Linked DNA regions of Mus musculus: regions 2, 3 and 4 are each linked to region 1. A link is a contact called in public HiChIP or PLAC-seq data. All regions are on one chromosome and are shown on one strand. The core of a region is the stretch at or near the end of the contact, and the rest is flanking DNA. Distances in the headings are between cores, read along the strand shown. Region 1 has its middle 5.8 kb from the start of Mir7229. Region 2 holds the start of Selplg (selectin, platelet (p-selectin) ligand). Region 3 holds the start of Ficd (FIC domain containing). Region 4 overlaps Gm42002 (a long non-coding RNA gene).

Region 1 (3,068 bases), core at 248-2,747:
AAAGACGTATCAATTCCTCTAATGAATAGTCAAAATCTCTTTTTTAAAAAACGCAAATTAGCCACGGGTAGGTAAGTTTACTGCTAAGCCCTGTGATAACCCCACTGATATGTGTGCCCATACGCAGTACACCACTACGGTGTTTGCAGGTGAAGCTTGGCAGAAGCACTTAGATTGGGTTGTGTAAATCCTCTGTGCTTGCTGGGCTTCTGTCACTAACAAAATACCTAAGGAAGAAATCACCTGGAAAAGAGGAAAGGCTGATTTTGGCTCTGGGTTTTGGAGGTGTCAGCCCGCACGCGGGGCAGCCAGCCAGCCCCACTGCTTTGCGGTTGCCTAAAAGCCATGGTCATGTAATGGGGTGAAACGGGGTCAGGGGCGGGGAGGAGAGACACTGGCATCTTGCAAAATGTTCATTGAGGGCATGCTCTAATGCCTCTCTCTCAGCCTCACCATTGCCTTCCACCTCGCTGAACTGTGGTCCAAACCTTTAACACTTTGGGATGTAATCGGATCCAAATGGTATCACCCGACAACTTTAGTTGATTTCTCTGTGTGTGAGCTTTATGCTCGTTCATGTGCACACATGTGTAAGCAGACATGTGGAGGCATGTATGGGTTGACCTTAGGTCTCTTCCTCAACCGATTTGAAGCTGGGTCCTTACACTGTATATAGCAAGCTCTCTATAGACTGGGCTGTCTCTGTCTGCAGAAACACTGCCCCCATTCCTCCCCCTACACACAACTTGAATTACCTGTAAATCTGTATGGTTATTAAGGTTGGCTTTTTTTTTTTTTTAAATCAAGACTGAATAGTGTTCCATGTGTATATGTGGCACAATTACTGTTTGGTTCATCTATTGACAACAGTCTGTTGTTTTGAATCCACAGCATTGTGCCCTCTAGGCTATGCAGCATCCCCCAACCCAGCAATAGAATTTAGATGAAAAAGTTTGTCTTAGTTAGGGTTTTATTGTTGTGAAGGGAAACCTTGGACAAGGCATTTAACTGGGGCTGGCTTACAGTTTCAGAGGTTCAGTCAGTCCATCATCGTCATAGGAGGAAGCATGGCATTGTGCACACAGGCATGGTGCTGGAGAAGGACCTGGGAGTTCTACTTCTTGATCCACAGAGTGGGAAGGAGACTGTCTTCTGCAGGCAGCCAGGAGGAGGGTCTATCTCTGGAACACAGCTTCTTTGTGCTGTCGGAAAATGCTTCCCAGATTTCACCTCAGTGATGCTGGTCTCTTCTTAATCATTGCTCATTTCTTAGCTCCAGCTAACCAGCATAATTGTCCCAGCTGTCCCCTCTATTCTTGACTCTAAAGCCAAAGCCAAAGTCACGTAGCCAAAGCTGCGGGAGTTTTGTTGCTTGCTGAGGCTGGGGCATGGCCCACTTGTTCTTTTCTGTTTTTCTAACTCCTTCACTGCTTCAGGTTGTCTGTCCTGGAATTTGCTTTGTTGAGTGACCTTGAACTCTGCATGCTCCTGTCTCCTGAATGCTGTGATTAAAGGCGTGCACTACCATGCTGGGATTTAGGTCTTTCTTTACCTGGAACTTGCTCTATACCAGGCTTGTCTTGAACTCAAAAGATCTGCTTGCCTCTGTCTTCTGGGATTAAAGGCACAAACCATCACACCTGGACCTTTCTTTAATTCCTTTTCATGAGATCTTTAGAAGTTCTGGATTGTAGTTCATTTCAGAGGTAGTCAAGTTGGCAACCAAGAATTAGCACGGCAACATTGTATTTGATGTTTAGACCCCTCGGGAAGTTCCTGGCTAATGATTATGCATTGTCTTCTCTTTTACTGTGAGCCCTTAACCTCAGCAAAAGTTGGTAGCGTGTCAGACTTCCTTGGCTGGGGGGGCAGGGAGGGTCACTCCCAAGTACTTTGCTCTTTGGGATGCTCCTGGGGATGGAATTGGTTTTTTTCTGAATCGCCTATTTACCAACGTAACTAGACGTCTGCACATGGCTGGCTGCGTGCCACTTGAGGTTGAGATGTGTGTGAGTGGTTGAGTGCACTGGTGGGTGGGTGCCACGGAGAAGTCCCACACCCCAACCAAGGTCATGAGGTCTCAAGGACTTGTCACTAGAGTGTCAGGTGACCAGGCTGGCATGCCGCTGTGCTTGTTGTCCCTAAGCCTGAGTGCCTGAGCACAAGCGCACCGTCTGCAGCGAGGACCCTAGAAAGTACACATTGGCTCTGCAGCTGAAGCTGGAGGCAGAGCAGCTCACCTGGACAGTGGAGATCCCTGGGCCTGCAAGTGCCACGCCAGAGGTGCCGACCCTGGACTCTGCTGTTTGGAGCAGGTCACTCTGGGGGCCCTGGGGGGGGGATCTCCAGGAGCTGCAAGGACAGGATTCCCTCTGCTACCTGTGCGTGACCACACCCCGGTCTGTTCTCACTGACACTTAACCCTGGGAAGTCTCTTTTCTCCTCCAGTGTGTTACTGTCTCTGAGGAGATGGCCCGGAGAGGTGATGGCTGAGTCTAGAGACCTTCCTGCATATAAGTCTAAGGACTAGAAAACTCCCAAGACCCCTTCACTCCCCCAGTGCTGATGGTGGAAGTCAGTGACAAGAGCGAGTGGGCCAGGCAGGGGTGGCAGACGGCATGTTGGTGTCGGGGTGGAGAGGCCAGGTGGATGTTCTATGAGAAGCAGTCATGGTCAGGCAATGGCTCTGGGTGCTCACAGAGACCCTTCCTGCTAACAGATCATGAAGGCTCAGGTACTCTTGGACTTCAAGAGTGTATGCCATCTACCATAATAAAAGCTGTGTCTTCTTTCTGAGGGAAGCAGTTTCCAGGCAACCTGCTGGCCACACACACACACACACACACACACACACATGCTTCTGCGCAAGTTGCTTCCCGTGCAAGGTGCCACCAAAAGGTATTTACAGGTTTGGCTGGCTGACTCATGCCATTGCCAATGCAGCAGAGGGGAAAAGGTAGGTCGTGAAGGCCTCTGAGTCTATTTTCCATTACTCTAATGGAATGCCCAAGGCTTGGTAACTTCTTAAAAGTCACCAGGATTGAGGCGTGACCAACCACCCGCCCTGG
Region 2 (3,068 bases), core at 267-2,766, 500 kb before region 1:
GTTGGCCTGGCACTGTATAACCCAGACTGGCCTCAGCCTTTCAAGTTCTGGGACGACAGGCACACACTACCTCACCCTCTGGCTTTTGTTTTTAAACAACTTTCATGCAAGGCAGGGTATGGCCTTCTCTCTACAAGAGTCCTGAGCCTGGCTTTGCAAAACTGCAGGGCAGACCCTGGAGGCTAATCCCTTTGTCCACTTCCAGATCCACACTGTGCATGCTTGACCTCCAGTCTTTACCTCATCTATCTCACCTCATCTCCTGCCTGACCCCGTAGCTCACCCTGGAGTGTCGCTTTTACTGGAGGGTATGTGGTCATGGTCTACCAGCCTGTTTACTGGCTGGCCTCACCATCCCATGGACAAGGGGGATTGTATGAGACCAAGGCTGCTGATCAACCTGAGATACAGGCAAAGGAAATCTGTTGGGCAAAGGAACAGATAAGGGAGAAATCCATTGGGGAATGACCCTCCCTGTCTGGCGAGTCCTTGACTGTTGGATTTTTCATGGAGCAGTTAAGACAGGGTCTTACTTTTTTGTTGGTTTGGTTTGGTTTGGTTTTTTGGTTTTTTGAGACAGGGTTTCTCTGTGTAGCCTTGGCTGTCCTGGAACTCACTCTGAGATCAGGCTGGCCTCAAACTTAGAAATCTGCCTGCCTCTGCCTCCCAAGTGCTGGGATTAAAGGTTCGAGCCACCACTGCCTGGCGAGTAACTTTAGCCCAGGCTAGCCTCAGACCCACAGTACTCTTCCTGCTTTGGCATCCCCACCACTAAGATTAAAAGTGAGAGCCACTACACCCAGTTATGTAGAACCCTGTGAGAGGAAAAGCCTCGTAGCCCCAGAGAAAGGAGGATCCTGAGGCCAAGCTGAGCTGTGGAGACGTGGAGAGGTTGGGGAGTATGCACAAGAATGCATGTGACTCACACACAAGCACATGTACAAACACACGTGTACATGCATGCACACACGTACACAAATGTGCATATACACATGTATACACACATGCACACATGAGCATGCACATGTACAAATGCATGCACATACACACATGAGCATACACATGTACAAATGCATGCACATACACACATACATACACACATGTGCACACAAGCACACACGTGTGCACACACCAGCATGCACACACACAAAAAACACTCTATGCATAAGCTCCAAAAAGGTGGGTGATTTGCAGTTCCTGCCCCTCTGCCTCCCATTCTCCATCTCCATTGAGACCCTCCCTCCCTTCTGTCTGGCCTTTGCCTCCATGGCAGGGGTTCTCTCTGGTTGCCTCTCTCCAGTTGCCCATAGAACAAGGCTGTGACTCTTCTCTGAGGTCTCATGTAGAGGTCCCCTCACAGTAAGCACCCCCCATACCTTCCTTGAACTTTCAAGATTGTTATCAGTCCCAACAAACCGCCATCACACTGCCCACCCAGCTTTAATCAGACTTGTCACCAAAGCTGTCACAAACAAGGGGGTGTGGGCGCGTCACGTGACCAGCCTGAGTAACCTCATTCTCGCTTCCTTCTTCCACACCCTGCCGTTGGGGGTTGGCGGGCAGATTGGGACCACAAGTGTCTGGCAGTGTGGACTGGGGCCCTGTCACTGAGGCAGAGTCGTTTGCTTCTGGGCCCTGAGGCAGCTGCCCCATGCTCTGTTGGGCACGGTAAGTCTGATTCGAAAAACCATGGGGAGTGGCTGGGGGCCCAAGGGACAAGGAGCCCGCCTTTGCAAGGTGCCTGGGCCCTTGTGAGTGGTGCTGACGTTCTGGGCCGAGGTCTCCCAGGAGACTTGGGCTTCTCCATCCTTAGCTGAAAATGCTCAGCTACTGCCTGTTTACCAGGCTGGCCTTGCAGTCTCTGTGTGGAGGCTCAGAGAAGCCCGGGTCCTCTGCCCTGAAACTATCCCACCCTTCCTCTCAACTGTGGGAAGCTCAAGGCCAGAGCTGAGACTGAGTCTGGACGAGTCGTGGAGTTTGTCTCAAGGTTGTTAAGGCATGAAACATTCTTTGGGATACTCTCTCTCTCTCCTCCTCTTCCCTCCCTCCCTCCCTCCCTCCCTCTCTCTCAAATCAGATATGGTCTCCATTTGTTCATAGGCTAGCCTGGAACTCTATGTAGCCCAGGCTAGCCTCTTGCCTTGGCCTCATGCTAGGGTTATATAGGGTTATATAGGTTATATGCACCACCATACCAGCCTTCTTGGATCTAAATTTTTATTTTCATTTATTATTATTTATTAACTATTATTTGCATATGAGCATATGGCATGGGCACTTGTGCGCATGAGCAGGCACATGAGTGTTATGCAGTATGTGTGGAGGTCAGAGAATAACTTGGGGGAGTCAGTTCTCTCCCACAGTGGGTTCTGGGAACTGAACTCAGGTCAGCAGGCTTCCCCAGCAAGCACTTTGACCCTCAGAGCCATCCAGCCTCCACTTTAATCCCTTTTTTCTTATTTATTTATTTATTTATTTATTTATTTATTTATTATATGTAAGTACACTGTAGCTGTCTTCAGACACTCCAGAAGAGCACATCAGATTTTGTTACAGATGGTTGTGAGCCACCATGTGGTTGCTGGGATTTGAACTCAGGACCTTTGGAAGAGCAGTCGGCAATCTTAACCGCTGAGTCATCTCACCAGCCCTGCCTTTTTTTTTTTCTTAATTAAATCAGATTGAGAAAACAGTACTTGTTCATAGGAAATTGTTTTTTTAAGTTGGTATTATCATTATCATTGCTATTATTTTATTATTATTATTAATTTTTTTCGAGACGGGATTTCTGTGTAGCCCTGGCTGTCCTGGAACTCACTATGTAGACCAGGCTAGCCTCAAACTCAGAAATCCACCTACCTCTGCCTCCCAAGTGCTAGGATTAAAGGCCTGTGCCACCACTGCCTGGCTTAGTCTTATTATTTTTAAAAGTTTTATGTGTGTGTTTTGAGAGCATGTCTCGAAGAAAAAAAAAGAGAGAGAGAAAGAAAGAGAAAGAGAGCATTCATGTCTGAGCATCACATGTGCGCAGTGCCTTATGAGGTACAGATGGATGTGAGCCTCCATGA
Region 3 (3,068 bases), core at 254-2,753, 410 kb before region 1:
GTTCTCAGTCACTCATCAGACTGGAGTTCCGGACTGTCTCATTCACTGGGACGCCCTCATGCTTACACACACACAAACTGACAAGGCCAACCAAGTTGGCCAGCACACTCACCTGGAGACGCCGTAGTCTTGACTGTCAGCAGCCCTGCATCCCTGGAGGAGACACTGAGCTCTGTGCATAGGCTGGTGCACTTGGGGACCACAGGCTGTGCCCTGTCCAGTTTGCTCCTGAGCAGGTGGAAACCTCTGAGCACAGCCAGGCAATGCTCTTCCACAACTCCCAGCGGCAGCAGCAGAGCCAGCAGCGACCCCAGAGCCATGCTCAGCAGCGCCATCCACAGGAAACGGCCCCAGACGGAGACCCATTTGGGTTCGGCCACTGCCACCACCGACGCCATTGGCATGAGTATCATCTGGACTGAGGGCTGGGCCCAGAGCACTCGACACAGAGGAAAAGCTGGACCCTGCAAGGAACCAAGCATTGTAAAAGAATGAGGCAGTGGGAGTGGACCCGTTCCCAGATGGAGAGACCAGACACAGAATCGTCACACTTTCTAATTCATTAGGGACCACGGAAATGGGGGAGGGGTCTCATGGTGCAGGGCCAGCCTGGGAAGATTCATCCTAACCCATAGCTCCTCCGGGGTAGAGTGATAGGACTCTAATGCATTTATATATATTAACTTTCATAATCTCAGCCTACAACCCCAGGAGGTGATGTTTCCACACCGCCCTCCCCAGAGGAGATGCAATCAGAACTCAGAAAAGTGAAGTCGGGGACTTTTCAGCCCCCCTCTTAGTCCACTAGTCCACCACAAGCGACTATTGCCACAGGACACCTAGTGTTTGGGCTGTAACTCCTGCATACGCCCCTGGACACACACCACAATCTTCGATAAGGACAAATGTCTGGTGTCCTGATGTTACCATATGAATACCGACAGCCTCGGTGACCAATGTTGTGTCCCTTCTGCCCTTCCTTCCCTGGCTTGTCCATCATAGACAGGGAAACCCAAGGCCTGGCCAACAACAGTGGGTGATGATGCCCTACCTCAGCGAGGGCGAACACAAGCTTGGGGGCTGGCGGGGGATGGGGGGGGGGAGCGAGGGATCAGGTATGCAAATGCCATCTTGCCAACAATAAGCATTTATTGGGCAACTATGGTGTGCCGGACACTGCGCTGCCGGCCAGCCTTGCACGCTGTCAGCCCCCTTGCGAAGAGCGAGCAAGCTACCTGTAGCTCCCGGTTTACAGATGAGGGATGACGCCGTTCTGACAGGCGGCGCCGGAGCTCCGGGGCCTGACCCGCCACGTCATCACTTCGCGCGGCCTGTGCAGCGGCTCGAGCCCAGCAGACTTCGGCTTACTCCCGAAGCGGGGGGTGGGGTGGGGGGTGGAATGAGGCTGCCGCGAGCTCCCGCTACGAACCGGCCCAGGGCTCGTGCCCGCCTCCAGCATCCAAACCCGCGCGGCCGTTCCCCGCAGCCGCGGTCGCAGGCCCCGCCCCCACCACCTCGCCCCGCTCCCGTCGCCTCGCCATTGGACGGACGGCCGCCCTTGCCGCGGCGGATTGGCTGTCTCGACTTGTCCATCCGCCGCGCTTCCGGGTTCTAGAGCTAGCTAGAGCATCCCCCCGGGAAAGGCGCGCCGTGTGCCGCTTCCATTGGCTGTCGCTTGTGTGCATGGGGCGGGGTCGAGGCCACCGGCTAGGGCGAGCATTTGCGTCCTGTTTTCCCGTCCCAGCATCTGCTACCTTCCTGGGCCTCCACCTAGGCTCTGTGTGCTTCAGTTTCTCTGGTGTGCAATGGCAGTAGCCACATCACCAAACGTTTCCCACTTCTTAGTCCCGGTTTCACCGTTTGTCCCTTTTCTTTACCCCCTTTCTTGTCCTCTCTAATCTACTTTTGTTTTTGAGATGGCTTCGCACCGTGTAGACCAGGCCTGGCTAGGAATTAATTCACGGTGTAGCCCAGGTTGGTCGGGACTTACTGTGTAGCCCGAGCTGGCTTAGTATTCAACCCGGGTCATTTTGAGCCAACATGCCCTCCTGACCTTTTTTAGTTTGCATTCTCTGGAGCGGCTGGCTATGGCTTTTTGTTTACCAAATTAAGTTTTCTTTGGTGCAGAGGGCAGGGCTCCCATCTCAACCCACAAATATTGAACCGGAAGCTCCCAGGGCCTGCTTTGAGAGGTTACTGGGCACACTCTGGAGTCAGACGGCCCACAGATTCAGATTTTTGCCCTCAGTCTCTTGTGATCTTGGATCAGTTTTCTCAACGGCAGAATGGGACAACAGCTCACATCTCTTAATTAAAAAAAAAAAAAAAAGTTCGTGTGCGCGCACGTGCACAGAGATCAGTTTGCAAACCTGGGCTTTCTCCTTCTACCATATGGGTTTGTGGATTGAACGCAGGTCACCAAGTTTGGCTCCTACCTGCCTTAGCCCTCAGGTTCTGGATTTGGGACTCTTTTCATGGAGCCACACAGCCCTGGGTTCGCATCCCAGCTCTGCCACTAGCAGACTGACTTGGTGGTGTCAATCTACTTTACTGATCTGTCACCTGCAGGTAGCTTAAATTGGTCTGGGACTCACTGTATAGGCCAGGCTAGCCCCAACCTCCCGCCTCTGCCTCTGCCTTCTGAGTGCTGGGATTAGAGGCATATACCACCAAATCCGGTTTCAGCCTGCTTTCTTATAGAACCCCCTGACCAGCCCAGGGATGGCTCCACCCACAATGGGCGGGGCCTTCCCCCATCAATCATTAATTAAGAAAATGCCCTACAGTTGGATCTTATGGAAACATTGTTCTCAATTGAAGTTCCTTTCCCTCCAGATAACGCTAGTGCGGTGATTCTCAACCTGTGGGCCATGACCCCACAGGGCTCTCATATTAGCTATTTACATTACATTACGATTCATCACAGTAGCAAGCGTATGGCTATGAAGTAGTAATGAAATAATTTTATAGTTGGGGGTCACCACAGCATGAGGAAACTATGTTTAAATATAATTTTATAATGTAGTATGTTAGTCAGGGTTCTCTAGAGTCACAGAACTTTTCGGTAG
Region 4 (3,068 bases), core at 422-2,921, 280 kb before region 1:
AAGTCACGTGATCATGAGTCCAGGGACTGTGCTGTCCGTGAAGGGGAGGACATGGCATTTACAGGGCTTGCCCATCTGTTCCTCTCAGCCTTTGGGTTTGGGGGTTTGGAACAGACACTACTTCAAGCTCACCCCTTCTCAGTATCCACTGACCCATTTCACAGATCACAAAACTGAGCAGGATAGTAGTGCTTTGGGGACATCCCCACCCACCTCACAGAATATCCTGCAACAAGAGGGATGTCCACACCCTCCTGAGAGTCAGTTTAAAATATCAGCTTAGATACCTGGGGCTCACCAAGCTGCCCTCTTCACCCCTGAGCCTCGAGTACCAGCTTTGGTGACCATGTGCCCCACCAGGGTCGAGCAGAATCCTGGCTGAAGAAGAGGCAGGTCTTAGCAAAACCCATTTTAGGGCAGAGGCAAGATACTCCTACGTCTTCGCTATTGGCCTGGATGTGGGTCTAGGGGGTGTCTCTGGACCTGCAAAGTCATGACAGGGGCTGTGGCAAACTCTCAATCTGTCTGTCTGAGAGGAAGATGCCTTTTGAAAAAAAATTAAAAGATCTTTTAGAAGCAAATCGATCCGTGGTGTCTCCAGGAGTGACCTTTCCTCTGTGTCCCTGAAGAGAGCAGATGTGGGGCTTTGCAGACAGCAGGGAAACCCCTCCCCATCTCTGCATCTGGTGCTGCTTTACCTAGGTTCTATGCACCCCCCCCCCAAAGTCACCCTCTCACTGGGCATGGCTGCTCACCTGGGATCCTGGGATCAAAATATTGAAGCAGTGAGAGTTGGGAATTGGAAGGTAGCCAGGGCTACAGAATGACATCTCACTTCAAACACTCCAGCCCAAACCAAGCAAGCAAGTCACCCCTCAGCCTAGAGGCGCCACCATTTCCTCTGAGGCTGCCATTCCATTCAGGTCACAGGTGAGATCTCAATTTTTCTGTACGCATGGCCACCTTTACTTAGCCATGCCTTTAGTAGTCTCCTGTCTGTCCCCTGTTGGGAGGAGAACTCCATCAGGGCAGGGATGTGTGTGTCTAACTTGCCCCGCACCCCCAGAATCCCTAGAGGAGCTCAGCTTGGAAACGCTGCTGCCCACATTTTGCCATCACTGAATAAGCCTCGGTCACCTATGGTTGAAATCTCAAAACACCCCAGTTCCAAAGACTTCCCCTTTGCGTGACACGTGGAGAGGGCGAGGGTCCTCCTGCTTCTACAGGTGTGGAAACCAAGGCCCAGATCATGTAGGTAATGGAGGAGCTATGGTTTTTCCTGAAGCTGTTAGAAGCCCCAAAGGAGAGTAGAGGAGGTTTTCATTAATGGCTTCTGCCTCCCTGGGCCTTCTTTCCTGGCTAGCTGATTTACTGCACCTAGGGAATAGAAGAGCCAGATGCCCCGCCCCAGCCTCTCCCCAGCCCCGCCCCAGCCCTATTGTTTCTCATCTCTTCCAGACCAGGATTCTGTTAAAGGCTTGGCAGGCACGGCCTCGACCACAGACTTCCTGTGCTCATCCTTCTGCTCCAAAGTGGGCATCGGGTCTGTGCTGGCCGCGGATGGTCCTCACACAGGCGGGAGGATCCCTGACGCCCTGAAGCTCTGCAGCCCAGATGTGCTGGGAGAGACAGACCCAAGGCTTCTCTGTGTCCTGGTTTCCACCGCACAGATGCTTGGCTTCTTACAGCAAGCATCTGAATAACGGAGCAGAGCGAGTTTCTGGTTTGATTCCAAATGTTGGGCTGTGGAGCAGGGAGGCAGGAAACAGGGACTGGAGGCCTAAGTGCTTGGCCCATAGTATCCGATGGCTCTTGGTCAGTAGCAGATGTTTACAGCACAAGGCTCTGGTCAGGTACCAATGCCTTCCTGGGGGGATTTACTAGGGATGGGTTTCCAGGTATGGTGAGACGTGGTCAGAAACAGCAACACATCAGCATACAACCTAAGTCACCCCACTTAGATGCCTTCTCTTTATGGATAAGGAAGAAGACACCGGCAGCCATACAGACACTGTCCGTTGGTTTGGGTTGAGTGCTTGTTAGGCTCTGGGGACTCAGCAGAAGGCAGCAATCCTGTTTTGATGAGTCAGTCATACCAAACCGTGTGCTGGCTGCAGCGGTGTGGGAATCCTACCCATACTGTGTGCTGGCTGCAACGGTGTGGGAATCCTAGCTTTGGGGAACCAAGCTATGGCTTTCCTCTCTCAGTACACATTCTGTTTCCTGTTAAGTGAGCCAGGTCCCAAGGCTGAGTGGGGAGAAAGGCTTGTTGGTGGAGAGATAAGACTCCATTCTGGGATGGGAGTGGAGTACAGACTGAATCTGGAATGCAATGCCTGCCCGCCAGCAACTCCCTTCCAGCCCCAAATTCTCAGACTAGGGAGAGGTCTGACCCAATGGCTCCTCTCTCCTCAACCCTTGTGAATGACCACTAGAGGGGAGGCAGGAACTGAAGTAGTGATGGAGAACAAGGGGAGTGAGCTCTCTGGTCCCTTCCCACTCTCACCACAGGGACCACCAGCTTCCCAGCCAGCTGGAATTCAAACCACTATTTTCTGTGAGCTAGAGGGATGGCTCAGTGCCTAAGAGTACTCCTCACTCTTGCCAAGGACCCAGGGCCAATTCCAGACATGCACATGGTGGGTCACAACTGTCCTTAACTCTAGTTTTGATGAATCCTGTGGAGGGTTGGGCGAATGCAAGGCTTTCCCCAAGGCCCTGGTGTACCGAGAAAGAACCAGGAATATACTTGGCAGAGTTGGTTATGGCCTAGGGCCAGAGACTGGAGGGAGTTGTGGCTCCTGATCCTGAGAGATCAGCTTGTCCACTATGTGGGTCTATAATGTTCTTGAGATACCTGGTCCCCGTTGTGCGATGCTGCTGGATTAGCTTCCTGCTGACTTCATCCTAGCGTTTGATAGTTTCTGATGACTCTGTCCCATTTCTCCCCTGGAAATACTGTATAAGGCGCTGTACTTGTTAATAAACTTGCTTGCAGGAGCCATCAGCTTGTGTGAGACTTCTTGGTCTGAGACTTTCCTGACTTTATCCTCTCATCTTCTGGCTAC

What was found. HiChIP or PLAC-seq counts read pairs in DNA pulled down with a chosen protein or histone mark.
Region 2: a contact with region 1 is called in an Esrrb HiChIP or PLAC-seq map of embryonic stem cells, with 8 times the contacts expected there. The contact joins the promoter of Selplg here to the enhancer-like site in region 1. A contact is called at or near these places in 3 of 39 promoter capture datasets (cranial neural crest, liver and second pharyngeal arch cranial neural crest), 1 of 484 Hi-C or Micro-C datasets (embryonic stem cells), 7 of 115 datasets of contacts at active chromatin or transcription factors (bone marrow-derived macrophages, embryonic basal ganglia, embryonic stem cells and 1 more) and 1 of 9 other capture datasets (embryonic stem cells).
Region 3: a contact with region 1 is called in an H3K27ac HiChIP or PLAC-seq map of embryonic stem cells, with 6 times the contacts expected there. The contact joins the promoter of Ficd here to the enhancer-like site in region 1. A contact is called at or near these places in 2 of 39 promoter capture datasets (cranial neural crest and frontonasal cranial neural crest), 2 of 15 datasets of contacts at CTCF or cohesin (embryonic stem cells and stem cell-derived epiblast-like cells), 3 of 484 Hi-C or Micro-C datasets (bone marrow-derived macrophages and embryonic stem cells), 26 of 115 datasets of contacts at active chromatin or transcription factors (acute myeloid leukemia, bone marrow-derived macrophages, craniofacial prominence and 10 more) and 1 of 9 other capture datasets (macrophages).
Region 4: an H3K27ac HiChIP or PLAC-seq map of embryonic stem cells shows a contact between it and region 1, with 5 read pairs. The contact joins two enhancer-like sites. A contact is called at or near these places in 1 of 484 Hi-C or Micro-C datasets (embryonic stem cells) and 4 of 115 datasets of contacts at active chromatin or transcription factors (embryonic stem cells and stem cell-derived neural progenitor cells).

Annotation. Positions count from the first base shown.
Region 1 is chr5:113,328,775-113,331,842 of GRCm38.p6, reverse strand. No RefSeq gene overlaps it. Among named protein-coding and RNA genes, the nearest start is that of Mir7229, 5.8 kb to the right of the region's middle. Within about 2 kb of position 1,497, at least 5 of the 459 cell types and tissues checked have an H3K27ac peak or open chromatin away from gene starts, as enhancers often do. A contact at or near this core is called in embryonic stem cells, where this site is marked.
Region 2 is chr5:113,828,949-113,832,016 of GRCm38.p6, reverse strand. It overlaps Selplg (selectin, platelet (p-selectin) ligand), which reads left to right and starts at 1,516. Exons shown (of 2, transcript NM_009151.3): 1 at 1,516-1,668.
Region 3 is chr5:113,734,217-113,737,284 of GRCm38.p6, reverse strand. It overlaps Ficd (FIC domain containing), which reads right to left and starts at 1,503. Exons shown (of 3, transcript NM_001010825.3): 1 at 1,236-1,503; 2 at 113-464. The coding sequence starts at 413.
Region 4 is chr5:113,606,709-113,609,776 of GRCm38.p6, reverse strand. The region is part of intron 2 of Gm42002 (a long non-coding RNA gene); the gene reads right to left. Among named protein-coding and RNA genes, the nearest start is that of Gm42002, 5.0 kb to the right of the region's middle. Within about 2 kb of position 1,671, at least 66 of the 459 cell types and tissues checked have an H3K27ac peak or open chromatin away from gene starts, as enhancers often do. A contact at or near this core is called in embryonic stem cells, where this site is marked.